Linked DNA regions of Mus musculus: region 1 is linked to region 2. Evidence: chromatin contacts called from public HiChIP or PLAC-seq data. All regions are on one chromosome and are shown on one strand. Each heading gives the region's core, a stretch centred on a gene start, on an enhancer-like site or on the middle of the called end of the contact. The rest is flanking DNA. Distances are from core to core; before and after follow the strand shown. Region 1 holds the start of Phf2 (PHD finger protein 2). Region 2 holds the start of Nup153 (nucleoporin 153).

Region 1 (6,658 bases), core at 2,019-4,518, 2.1 Mb after region 2:
TTGCTGGAAATGTGTAATGTGACCCCCAGGTAGGACAAACTGAGGCTTTCTAGTTATTGTGGGGTTTGTTTTTGTTTTGTTTTGTTTCGTTTTTATTTCAAGACATGGTTTTTCTATGTAGTTCTGGCTGTCCTGGAACTTACTTTGTAAATCAGGCTGGCCTGGAACTCAGAGATCTACCTGCTTTCATCTTCCAAGGACTGGAATTAAAGGCGTGTGCCACCACTGCCTGGCTACTGTGTTTATTTTTATGGTTACTGTGTATTGCAAGTTACAATGATGCTCCATTTCGGAGAATGATACAAAGTTTCCTTTTAAAAGAAACTGTTTGCCAGGGTAAGGAATCCAATGCTGTGTGGGACCTGGAAACAGGAAAAGTACATTGAGGAGGGAAACCTGGCTGAAGAAGCTGGCATCAAGGGTGGCACTCAGTCCGGAGTACTGAGCCAAAGTTCTCACCTTGGTTTCAAAGCTGGCATAGCCAACTAAGTAACTTAGAAGTGGAGTGGAAGGTATGTGCAGCCAAACTCTACCCTTCTGTTGTTACTGGTGCTCTGGTATATATTTTTTTATTACTTTAAAATTTTATTTTGGAGGGAGCTCATGCTATGGTGTACATGGGTAGGTTAGAGGACATCTTGCATCTAGCATGTGGGTCCTAGGATTAGAACTGGGCTTGGCATTAAGCCTTCACCTGCTGAGCCATCTCACCAGCCGTTGGTGCTTCTTTTGAGACAGGGTCTCAGATACCCAAGGCTGACTGACCTCCAACTCAATGCATAACCAAGGTTGGCCTTGAACTCTTGATATTCCTGCCTTCAACCTCCCTGGTGCTTAGATTATACACATGCTCTACCACTCCCGGGGATGCCATTTTAAAAATTTCTTCAGTAAGTCTTGTTTCCTCAAGATCAAAAGTGTAAAATCTGACAAGCTGTTCAGACGTGAGGTAAAATGTAAACTCGGAGGGAATTAACAATCCAGGTGCTACATAGCTCTGACGAGAACCATCAGGGGTCTTCCAAGAATAACTGGAGGGGGAGAGACACACAGGGAGCTGACCACACGCCTTCCACTCTTGAACAAGAGAGACTTGAGAGGGGCCCAGGGATCTGGTCCAGGCTACAGGAGCAGGAAGAGGCCCCAGCCTTTCCCTCCCTGCCTGACCTCAGGCCCCAACCCTTGATCCTGCACAAAGCTAGGGAGAGCTCTAGCCCCAGGAAGAGGGGTAACTCATGGTGCACTGGAGCTTAAGAAACCACCTGCTGTGAAGGGTCCCTTTTACTGCCCACAGACCCAAATACATGCAAATGTAGCTGTGCTAATCAACTGCCTGTCTCAGAGCAAATCAAAATCCTCAGAGAAACAGTAAGGTGACTAGACCTCCAAAACCAAAGCAAACAATAAACAACAAACCTCTTCCAGCATCAAGACTCATTATCTCACCCCCCCACCCCCTTCTCTGCCTCGGCAGCAGCCCAGCTGACAGGTAACCAGAGGTGCTATAGGTCTTGGATTGAGACAGGAAGAAGGGGTGCCACCACTCTCAGGGCTACTCAAGTCCAGATTCCCAGCGTTTCTGGATTTGGAGAGGCCTCCGGGCTATCACCCACTGTGATCTGGCCACAAACCCTTCGAGATGGATGCCAGTTGGTGGCTGTTTATAGTGGCCCTGTTTTGGAGCAGAGCCCAGGGGTCACACAACTCTGAGTGCTCTCCACAACCCTAGATATTTGGGGGAGGCAACACAAGATACTCGAGGGATTCCAGTGAGCCATACAGGACCACCCCTCGTAAGGCCAGCCAGGTTGCCCTACAAGAGTGGGCCTCTGTCCCAGGGCCTACAGATGTGAGAAGGCCCATCAAATCCTGGCCACCTAGCTCCCAACACTTAAAGATGACTAGACCAGAGACCACAGCTCTTTTTCAAGACTCCCTAAAGATCCTGGATGTGAGATATCAGAAGGGTCTTCTCTCTAGAAGGAAGGTCAGGGACGGTCCAGAACCACACACCGTTCTCTCCCTCCAGCCTGCTACTCGCTGTTAAAAACTCACACCCAGGGGACAGACAGACCTGTCCAGCTTCAGGCCAGCCCTCTTGAGGCCCAAGCACATCCCACAGGCAAAGTCAAACACAAGAGAACCTGTTGGAGCAGTTTAAGCAGGATGATCACCTCTTTCTCCTCCTCTTACTTCTAAGTAGGAAGGGACTTAGGCTCTTAAAAAGTAGACACAAGGCCAGGTCATGGCCACCGGCAAGGGCCCAGAGGGCGGGTTTAGTATCTCCAAGCTTACCTCTTTCCCTCCTCCCCATCTTCCTTAAAGAGCATAAGGTCATGTCAAAACTGGGGTTCCTCTGCCTGAAGCAGAGAGGAGGGAAATGGGGAGCCGAGCAGGCCAGGAAATGAGCGGCCAAGCCACAACACCCCCACCCCAACACACAGACACTCACGTCGGTCTGTCACTGCACTCCCGCCTAGGCCCGCAGGCCGGCCCGAGCCAGTAGGCACGCGGGGTCCCCGGTGGGGTCCTGCCCGCCAGGACACAGTCCCGAGGGGGTTCCCGGGATCCAGCACAGACGGGGGGCACTGGCCGCTACCTCGCTACCGTTCCCCCGGTCCACCCGAGCCCTGCCAGCTCCGGAGCCCGCCAGTCGCGCCTCTCGGGGGACCCGCGCCGGGCCGCGCGCCCGCCTCTCCCGGCCCGGCCGCCCCGAGCCCGCGCGGGGAAAGTTCCTGCAACTTCGCAGGGGGCTGGCGGCGGGGGCCCCGGGCCTGGGCCTCGTCCGGCTCCTGGCCTCCGCGGCCACTGCGGCCCCGCTGTCAGACGACCGGGTCCCAGCCCCATCGCGGCCGGAGCCCCAACTTCCCCGCGCCCCTCGCCCGCCCCGGCCACGGGCCTCGCTTTGTGCGCGGCGGCCGTACGCCCCCGCCCTGGGCACAAAAGGGCGCGCGGCCCGGCGGCCGAACGCGGCTGCGGTGCCCGGCGGGGCCCGGGGCGCGCGACCAGGGCGCGGGGCTCGGTGGGCCGGGCGGGCCGCGGCGCGCTCACCTGCCGTGGAACCAGTCCTTGCAGGCATCGCACTCGATCATAAAGCGGGTAACGTCGTAGGGCAGCCGGCAGACGCAGTACACGGGCACCGTCGCCATGTTGCCGCGCCGCCGCTCGCCCCGCCGCTGCGCTGCCCGGGTCGGGCCGGGCCGGGCCGGGGGCCGCGCGGCGAGGGCGGCGGGGGCGGCGGGCGCGGGCGCCGCGGCCGGAGCGGACGGGGCCGGGGGCGCTCGGCAGGGCCCGCGCGCGCGCTCGCGGCCGGGCGCGTCCACACAATGCCGGCGCGGGCTGCTGGGGCCGCGCCGGGAGCCGCCCGCCGGGCCGCGGGGCGCAGGGCTGAGAGTGCGCGGGGGGCCCGGCCGCGCGCGGGACACAAAGCGAATGGACGCGCGGGGGCGGCGGGCGGGGAGCCGCGGCCCCACCGAAGGGACCCCCGGCCGCCGAGCGGCCGCTACGTCAGCGCCCCGGGTGGCGCCGCCTCCGCCCGCCGGCCTGGGCCCCGCTCCCGCCGCCGGGAAGGCGGGCCGCGGTAGAAGGTGGGCCGCGGGCCTGGGGGAGCCAGCAGCCGGGCTCGGGGGCACCCCGCGGGAGAGGGTGGCCCCGGGACTCCCAGGGAGACGAGCCGCGGAGCCCCCTGCCCCCGACTACGTGAACACAGTTCGCACAGCCCTGCCTTAGCCAGAAGCAACTCCTTGGCCTTAACTTTCTTCTGACCCCGAAGTGGGATGGACAGGGGGATCTTCCTCCTCTTCCTGGGCCCGGCAGCCTCCCTCCCATCCCGAACTGCGACTGAGTTGCTGGCTTTTGAATAACCTCCCCTTCCCCTTCTTTCTAGCTGGGGGCTGCCTTGCTTCCTCGTACGATCCGGTGAACTTTCCCGATGCTCCGGCAAAAGTCAGGGGACCCGAGAGTGAACTGTTTGTTGTAGGACACAGCTTACCTGGGATTGGTGCCGCCCAGGACCCCTTATTACAACCCATAGACCCACAGACCTTAGGAGCGGAGGACAGTCCAGTGAGTCGCAACTGAGCCACAGGACTGCTGGGGAAGACAAGGGGTTATGTTGTCGCTCTCGCCCCTGCAGTCTTGCTCTGAACTGGCTCCCTGGTCTCACCTGTCCTGCTTAGAGCTTTTTTGTTGGTTGGTTGGTTGGTTGTTTGGTTGGTTGGTGAGATATGAATGAGGGTCCTTCTCTGTCCCCTACCCAGGTCGACCCTGATGAGCAGGGCCATATATTTAGGAAGAAAGCTGTCTGCTAGATCTGCTTCCCCTTTGCCTGTCCCCACACAATACGTGGAGATGCTAGTCTCTGCAGATACATTCCAGAGTTTCAGACCTCTGCTTACCTTGACAAGGCAGAGTCCCAGTTATCCCTGCCCAGAGTGCGGCTGCCAATCAGCTCCATTGCTGGCAACTCAGAGGATAGCCTGTTATGGAATCTGCCCTCAACCAACCCCCACCCTTCCCAAATAGGTAAACCCAGGGCCACAAATCAGGATCCGAACCAGGGCAAGCACTGTGTAACCTAAGGGCACACATGTGGCAGGGGAGATAGGAAATTGGGGCGGGGGGCGCAGACAGGTTACCCCGTCAACCTGTACACAATGAATTCATTTCAAGCTACCTGCCTGAACTCCAGCTGTCCCCTTGGGTCTCCTCTGTACTGGATGGTCCTTCCCCTTACAAGGCAAGAAACAGCTGTTAATCCCCTGTCCCTGTCACCAGGCATGTGTCCTGGTGGGGTAGGCACTGCCCTGTTACCTAAGGCACTCTCCCCAAGAGGTGGTGCAGTTGTCATTCAGCAGAAGTGAAAACTGAAGCTCAGAGCAGTTAAATGCAGAAGGGAAGTAGCCTACCAAAGGTGGGGGCAGAGGGAGCAAGGGAAGAGGACACCCCTGCCCAAGTCCCGAACCTGTTCCTCTCACCTCACCTTTCCCCCAGAAAGCCTGTTCTCCTTCTGGTGGGGTACTGACCACTGGGTGCCTCCATTTACTCTCCTTATCTTCTGACATTCTCTCTGGCAGCCAGCTGTGCCCACTACAGCTGCCCCTGTGCTTGGGGATCAGGTACCCTGATTCTCAGAGCCCTCCCGAAGCTGCTGAGCTATACAGCAGTACAGACCCTACCCCAGGCCTCTGGCCCTAACTTCTGTTTGTTTTCTCCATCCCTTCTCCCACCTCCTAGCCTTAGATGTTTATTGAGCACCTACTCTATGCTGACAGCTGTACACCAGCACTCGGCTTTCCTGTTCATCCTGGAGTAGAAAGAACCAGGGATGGACTTAGATCTGAGTCAGCGATGGGAGAAAGAATGAGAAGGCTGAATGAACAGATGAGTCATCCTCTGAGAACATGACCCAGGAGAGGGGACAAGGTGCTCCTGCTAGCAACAAGAGGTAGAGATGCTCCGGAGCGGGGGTGGGGGTGGGGGGCAGTGTGGTCTGGTGGCCCCCTCTACTGGAGCTTCCTGCCCACCCCCCCCTCGCTCCTCAGGGCTCAGCTCCAGCTCAGCAGCCACACCTGTTCCCACACCACCACTCACATGCCCATTGGCTAGCCTGTGGCCCTATAAGGGGCAATGGCTCACAGGTATGTGGTCTCCACATCAGCTTCGTATCCAGGCACTCCAGTGACACCATGACTTTGGTACTGCACAGCAGCCCCCAGCTTCTTGGCACAGACAAGTCTGCCTCCACGGAGGTATACAGAGGCAACTCTGTTGTCTTGCTTGTAAATATCAGAGTTACCCAGAATCATTCCTAAAGTGCCGGCTTCCTTGTTTGTTTAGTTTGTCTTTCCATGTATTTATTTAGGGTATGTGTGTGTGTGACCGTGCTCATGTCACAGAACAGCAGTAGTCAGTTCCCTCTGCCTTGTGGGTCCCAGGGACTGAACTCAGGTTGTCAGGCTTAGTGGCGAGCACTTTACTGGCTGAGCCCTCTCATCTGGCCCCTCCTTAGCAGAGCCATTTGACCCCTTTCTTGAGAATTCTGCCCTGAGTGAGCCAGCTGTCCTGGGCTCTCTGTTATGTCTGGGCGCGCTGATGTTGCGTGCTTTGCTTGATCACTTTGCTTTTCGTAAGCTCTGTAAGGAAGTGTGAGTCTTCTAACTTTTATAAGATTACTGTGGCTATTTGTGGTTCCCTAACATTCCATACTAATTTTAGCATAGATTTTTCTTCCTTAAAAGTTTGTTTCTGGGGCTGCTGAGATAGTTCAGTGGGTAAGAGCATGTACTGTTCTTACAGAAGACCAGAGTTCAACTCCCAGCACTCACATTGGCAGCTTACAACTTGTAACTCCAGCTCCAGGGGATTCCCCTAACCTCATGCATACTAGAACACACACACACAGTGCATGTAAAAATAATAACATTTAAAAATTTTTTAAATGATTTATGTATTTATTATATGTAAGTACACGGTAGCTGTCTTCAGATACCCCAGAAGAGGGCATCAGATCTTATTACAAATAGTTGTGAGCCACCATGTGGTTGCTGGGATTTGAACTCAGGACCTATCAGAAGAGCAGTCAGTGCTCTTAACTGCTAAGCCATCTCTCAGTCCCCAACATTTTTTTTTTAAGTTTGTTTCCTAGGCTGGGTGGTGG
Region 2 (7,163 bases), core at 4,370-6,869:
GTTCAGTTTCCAGCAGTCTGTCAGGGTGCTCACAACTGCCCATAACTCTAGCTCCAGAGGCTGATACCCTCTTTGGGCCTTCACAGGCACCAGCACACAAATGCGCGCACACATATATAGACTCATATGTAAGAAGATAGTAAAAGCAAGCCTCTTGAAAATAATAAGAAAAAAACTTAAAATGTAACAAGAAGCACAACCCATTAAGTCCATAGCAGTTAAACTCCCATAAGAGCTATCTCATATCTCACATTTTAATACTGAGACTAAGAATTTCTCAAGCCACACTATGAAAAAGATAAAGCACAATCAAATAAATAGATTTATAGTTGAGAAAGGTGTTTTATTACCCTTTTTCTAACAATAAATTGTGTCTGACATCAAGACCGCAAATATACTTTCTTGCTTTTTGACCACAGACAGAACCAGACCAAGGCCAGACATATTAAAGGAAGCTCTATATCAGAAATATAAAGTTGAAAATACAGAATTATTACAATGTTCTCAATATCCTGCACATAATAAGATGGCTATCTTTAGTGGCATCTGACCCAACACTTCATTTTTCTTCAAGCTAGACACTTGTATCATTAGGACTTTCCAAGAAATGGAGACATAAATGGAGCTTTTTTGGTGTCATATTAAAAACATGGTAAGGGGGCTGGAGAGATGGCTCAGCGGTTAAGAGCACTGACTGCTCTTCCAAAGGTCCTAAGTTCAAATCCCAGCAACCACATGGTGGCTCACAACCATCTGTAATGGGATCTGAAGCCCTCTTCTAGTGCATCTGAAGATAGCTACAGCAAACTTAAAGATATAATAATAAATAAATCTTTAAAAAAAAACTGGTAAGGAAAAGTGCTAAGTGGTTAAGATAAGCTGATATCGCTCATCGATAAATAGATAAATAGATAAATAGATGGATGGATGGATGGATGGATGGATGGACAGACAGACAGACAAAAAGAATCCACTTTCTATTTATCAGTCAAGCCGGAACTTTCTACCTACATACTTAAGTGACTGGTACTTCTCAAGAAAAAGACAAAGTCCTTTAAAAAGTTGTGATAAAGCTAGACTTTTATCAAATTTTGTGATAAAGTTTTGGTGCTAGGTTTTCTAGTTTGGGACTAAGGTAATCTATCTTCTTAGAAAACAGGATGACTCATAGTCTATCCTTCCTCACTTAAGTCAGTGACCACATTCAACTGTTTAACAAGGTAGGGAAAGGGAGGAATCCCTATCCATCAATCAATAGTTTAGATCACTTTAGTTTAACTTTCACTTGGTAAATAAACAAAGACAGGCAGGCACACATCTTTAAACCCAGCACTTGGGAGGCAGAGGCAGGTGAATTTCTAAGTTCAAGGCCAGCCTGGTCTACATAGTGAGTTCCAAGACAGCCAGGGCTACACAGAGAAATCCTGTCTCAAAAAACCAAAAAGACCTTAAGTTTAGTATGATTTTGGAAAAGAATTTTGAAATTTTGAATTTTGGAAAAGTAACCAGAGGAAGAAAAAATACCGCTAATTCTAAAAGACAGCAAAATGCATAGACCACTTTAAAAATGTTAAAGTCAAGGCTCTATTTAATCATAACTTCATGTGAGTTCTATACCATCTGAGGCATTTTTATGTCATTTAACTCTTGGTAATCTTCCATTTATAGATGACAAAATTAAGCAGAATTTTTCATCATTCAACTCTTCAGGCAGAACAAGGATTCAAACTTATTCTAATTTCATCAGAATATTTTTAAAGCAATTATTTCTATAATCATCTGAGATAGAAAGAATAAAACTTGAGTATCTGGAATGAATAAAATATTGAGAAATATTACTCTTTTCAAAGCTGAGAATACTCTTTAGACAAATGTTACGAAGGACACACTTATTGGTGTCAAAAAAAAAAAAAAAATCACAAAGTACCAAAATAAAAAAAGTATCCTATCACATAAACCCAGTTCTACAAACTCAGTTGACTGTGGGCCTTTGACCCGATCTTAAAGGGAAAAATGGTTTTAACATTTGCCAAAGATTCTTAAAAAAAAACAAAAAAAAACAAAAAACAACAACAAAAAAAAACTACAGCCACAGAGCCTCAAAACAGCTTTGTTTCTTTATAAAAAGGATTCATCAACATCTAAAATATTGATGAAAGGAGAATCCCTCCTCTACCTCAGCTTTTTAAGCAATTGAATGTTGTGAGTAACCCAGGATGTTCAGGCTATCTATCAGCCAGCCTGTTTCTGTAAGGATGAAAGGTAGATTCCCTTAGCTCCAAGCCAGAAAGTCTTTTAGCACCAAAAGAGGGGAGGGAAAAAAGCAAATGGTTCTGTCTCACCAGGAGGTGGCAACAGATTCTTCCAGAAGTTCTGCTCATGAGATCAAGTGTATTAGGAAATGCAACCAGCTTATCCTCCAGGCCTTGCTACACACAATGAAAATGGGAAAGGAGACTCAACAGGAGAAAAGAACTCCCAACTAGAAAAATAATCAATTTTAAAAGTATCTGGGTTAGTTATCAATAGATTTAAGCAGGATGGTCTCTGGTTTAAGGCCAGCCTGAGCTACCCAGGACGCTGTCCCCACCCTCCAAAAAAAGTACAAAGTAGTTGAGTAGTTGGTTAATGGTGAAAATAACCATCCTGCATTGTTCATTTGCTTCTACACTTCTTGAGACACTCTACAGTTCAGACTAGCCTAGTGTCACTATGAAGCCCAGACTGGCCTCAAATTCCGAGTCCCCTGGCCTCTCAGCCCCTTAGCAGCTGTGATTTCAGGTATGTACCTCTTTGCCCAACTATGTCTACTTGTAACTGTTTGACCTTTATCTGGTTGATCAAGACAATATCTTTCTAGCTCCACAACTTCAAGCAAGGTGGCTTTAAAAAAAAAAAGAAAAAGAAAAAGGAAGAAAGTTAAAAGTAGAAAAATGCTAAAGTTTAAACATTTCCCAGAAGACCTAAACCAGAAGTCAAAACAGGAAATCAGAAATCAACTGAACATGATACAGGAGTCACAGGTACTGGGTGACTGCAGTAGCTAGCTCCTTGGCCTGACATTTGCTGTCCTGCATTCACCAATAAGCACCAGCCTGCTTACTCTGAGTCTAACACAACTCTTCAGTCTGCCAAGAGGCCATGGACACTTATCAAGCATTAGTATGAAACATGCCATGTCATGAAACTCCTTGATATATCCAAGATGATGACTCAGCAGTTGCTGCAAAACAACCAGTTGACAAGCTCGGCTAGTAGAGGACAATGACATCCACTAAGTCCGAGGTAAGACTAGTTACTTACTTTAAGACAGAAACAAAAGCTGAGCTGCATACTTTTATATAAGCCTAAACACTTTTTTCTTTGGTCAATTCTGCCAAAATTAAATCTGCTAACCAAAAAAGAGTTATCTTTAATTCCAGTTCAAATTAAGATGTACTTACATTTTAAATTAAATGACTGAGGCAAGAAGCTAACATGTCTTAGAACTACTGAGCTCTAAAACCATACAGCTTGAAATCTGTACCAGCTCTAAAACATGTTTGGTTTTAGTTGAATGCACTTCTCTCTCAAATTAGTTTGGTTTTTTTTTTTAACCTAAATACATTTTAAAATAAGCTGTGATCATAACTTTGGCTTCTTTCTAAATTCTATCATAATATCATACATAATATTGGCTTCTTTTTAAACTCTATCCAAGCCATCCATTTCTTTGCTCAAACTGTTTTCAAGCAATCAGAGGTGGTTCATTACTCTTAGTATAAGAGTATGTTTGCCTTAATGTCCATTGTACAGTATTAGGCAAAGTAAAACGGCCAGGCTTGTGACCTGATTTTAATCTTAAAGTCTGCTTCTGAAGACCCCGGGCTCCTCAGCATTCAGGGAAAATGGTAATATTGCAAGGCTTCCAAGCAATGACAAATAACTTCTTAGTACATAAAACACAGCTGTTTCTATTCAAAACTTTCCCTATCTTTATTTTAAAAATCTCAAAAGTGATATAATTTAACATTACCAACAAGTATTCAATTTTAGCACTAGCCAGAATAAACAAAAAGTCTACATTTAAGAGTATGCAACAAGTTATATATTAGCCCTTCTTCAGTAAGCTTAAAATATACACTTCCTACTTTTAAAAAGTGGCTTCGTTAAAGTGAGTTTTTAACGTTTTAATTCTCACAATTTTTAATAACTGAAAGTGTTCTCTGAACCAACTATCTCGTTTACAACAAGAATCGACATTTTTATAAACACCCAAAGAAGGCATACGGTGGCTTAAGTAACACCCCTGGTGAGCCCGAAATACCTTAAACTTCTAGAAAACGCCCAGTATTAAAAATATTTGGTGTATGAGATCAGAGCTGAAGAACTGGTCAACTGTAGAGAGTGGATGATTCTGGTCTTCAGTATATAGAGCGGGGTGGAGAGAAGAGAGGGAAGAACCACGCATCAGAGACCAGACGTAAGAGCGGCGAGGGACTTTCAAAACGCCTCAGTGCCACATAACTATAACTCAGTTAAGAGAGGAAAGGATGAGAAGCTAAACCAGTGTGTTCCGATCTGGAAAGGCCAAGCAGACAGACGAGGGGACCGGACTACCATTAATGATTTAACGCGTCTAAAACCGAAATTATTCCACGATATGGGTAACAGCGCCCCCTCCCCAAGTCTCTCCGGGCCGCGGTGGCAGATTAATCTCCCCGCGCACCCTGAACCCGGGAACACAAGAAAGAAAAAGCCTGCCAGCGGATGGGCCTGTTGCCACATCTTTCCCTTGTTCCCTTCGTGAGGTCGTGAGGAATACCATTTAACCCCCAAAAACCCGCCAAAAAAAAAAAAAAAAAAGAAGAAGCAGCAGCAGCAGCAGCAGCCCGAATATCCGAAGCCTGAGATTTCTTTTCCCGCCCTGTGCCCGCCAGGGAAAGCCCTTGGGCGGGAGGGCTGGGAGAGGCCGCTCGCATCCCACGTGTCTGCCGCCAGGCCCGGCCAGGCTCTACCCACTTCCCGTCGCCACCCGGGTCCAGCCTCAGGCCCTCTGGTCCCCTCCACGTGGGGCCGCCGGGTCCTCGCACCGCCCCCCAAAGAGACCGCCCGGAGCCGCCCAGTCGCCACGGCGTACCGGTCCCGTACCTGGTGTTGGGGTCGCCCCTGTTGGTAAGGCTTCACCGGCCCCTGGTGGCAACGACGAGTCCGGATCTTGCCGCCGCCGCCGCCCCCTCCTATGCCTCCGGCTTCCGAGGCCATGGCGGAGCCTGGGCGGCCTCCCACTACCGCTCCCGGGCGGGAGAGGCAGAGGCGGCGGCCTGAGGGCCTCCCCCGCCCGGCCCTAGGCGACACACAGACACAGCGAGAACCGCGAGGGAGCGAGCGGGAACTGAGAGTGCGCGCGGCGGCGAGGAAGGCGGTGGCGGCGGCTGAGGGCCCCGAGGTGGCTGAGGAGCGCCGGCCGCGTGCGGACCCCCGCGTCTGTGTTTGTCACCGTCTCTATGGAGATCTCCCGCCGAGGCCGGCGCGAGCAGCTCCGGGCGCCGCTGAGGCCTAGCTCGACCGCCCGCTGCTAGAGGCTCCTCTTCAGTCGCCCTGGCCGTCGCTGCCGCAGTCCAGGCCGCTGGCGCCGCCCGCCAACCCCTCCCCCTGTGCGCGCTGCGCCCGCCCCACCGCCGCCGCCGCCGTCGTCGTCCCTGCAGTCGTCGCCGCCGCCGCCGCTCTTGCGCCTATTACCGCTGTTGAGGCGGCCGCCCCGGTCGCGAGCCAGAACACCGTCACTCCTCCGCGACCGACGCTTTGCGTCATCACGCTGCGACAATGCGGGGGGGGATGGGTGAAGGAAGGAAGGGTTGGCCGAGCCCGCGCTCCCTGTCGTGGGAGCCTCTGGGAAATGTAGTTTTTCTGGCCAGAACGCGGATTCTCGGAAAGGCAGGCTATAGCGGAAGGACACCCACGGAGCACCGCAGAGGCACAAAGCCCGGGTCATTTGGCGGCGGTTGGCTGCTTGTTTAGATTCAGAAGGGCACTCGACACGAATACTGTAATCTCCCATTCATCAATTATAAGCCGAATGGAAGTAAACAGTAAAATCAAAGAACCATAATGCATCACAATCCGGGGGGGGGGGGGGGGAGACCGCGTTGAAATTAACCGTGGCCGCGATCCCCAGGCCAAAAACAAAGTAGGAAAGGCATTTGGCACTTGGGAGGCAGACACAGGGGAATGGCTAGTTACACATTACCCTCAGCTTCATAGTGAGATTCTGTCTCAACGAAAGCAAAAAATACAACTTCATTACTGTTTCATTAAACATATAAGGGCTTTGTTGTCAACACACACCGTGCTGGCATTCTGAGTTGCTTCACTACTTACAAACTTGACCTTGGATGACTCTACTATTTAAATCTACCTTATAAAGTTGTGGGGAGCTAGTGCGGTCGTCTGTGTAGAGAGCACCCAGTAGATTTCCTGGTATACAAGAAACGCAGTAAATGGTTGCAATTATGACCTATGCAATCAACACACATTAAGGGTGACTCATATATCCCTAGTAAACATATATTTGCTTCAGTTAATATTATAGTTAGGTGACTAAACAATGTATCCTCAAAGACCGGATACACCGTGTTAAAGATGCAGGCATTAGACAAAAGGTCTGTGTGATCATGTGGTCCAGCCTAGTCATTCAATGGACTATATGGAAACCAAGAAAATTTAAGGGGCACCATTAAGGGTATCGATTTAGAGCCTGGCTGGTGACAGACATCTTTGATCCCAGCACTCAGGAGTCAGATGTAGATGGATCTCTGTGACTTCAAGGCCAGCCTGGTCTACAAAGCGTTTTCCAAGACAGCTAGGGCTGCATAGAGAACTGACTTGGAAAAAAATAAAAGAGGGTGGATATCTAATTGGGCACTCAAAGCCAGGACTATAACCCAGGGTTTTTTTGTTTTTTGTTTTTATGAAATAAGTAACTATGATTAGGAAAAAGAATCGATTATGGAGAATCATAGACTTAATGTTCTATTAGAGAACAGCGTTCTAAAGTTTATAACTATAAAATCAAATAGATTGTTTGAATCTGTCACTTACTAGCTGTGTAGCCTTGGGGAGATTAGTGATCTTCTTTCTAAGCTTCACTTTCCTCATCTGCAAATAGAATGAATATTTACCTC

What was found. HiChIP or PLAC-seq counts read pairs in DNA pulled down with a chosen protein or histone mark.
Region 1: a contact with region 2 is called in an H3K27ac HiChIP or PLAC-seq map of extraembryonic endoderm stem cells, with 7 times the contacts expected there. The contact joins the promoter of Phf2 here to the promoter of Nup153 in region 2. A contact is called at or near these places in 3 of 39 promoter capture datasets (hippocampal neurons, liver and pre-B cells) and 1 of 115 datasets of contacts at active chromatin or transcription factors (extraembryonic endoderm stem cells).

Annotation. Positions count from the first base shown.
Region 1 is chr13:48,867,617-48,874,274 of GRCm38.p6, forward strand. It overlaps Phf2 (PHD finger protein 2), which reads right to left and starts at 3,269. Exons shown (of 22, transcript NM_011078.3): 1 at 3,052-3,269. The coding sequence starts at 3,149. It overlaps Phf2os1 (a long non-coding RNA gene), which reads left to right and starts at 3,335. Exons shown (of 2, transcript XR_003950516.1): 1 at 3,335-3,587; 2 at 5,236-6,658.
Region 2 is chr13:46,722,230-46,729,392 of GRCm38.p6, forward strand. Nup153 (nucleoporin 153) reads right to left here and starts at 5,620. Exons shown (of 22, transcript NM_175749.2): 1 at 5,131-5,620. The coding sequence starts at 5,244. Gm46412 (a long non-coding RNA gene) reads left to right here and starts at 2,456. Exons shown (of 2, transcript XR_001780928.2): 1 at 2,456-3,285.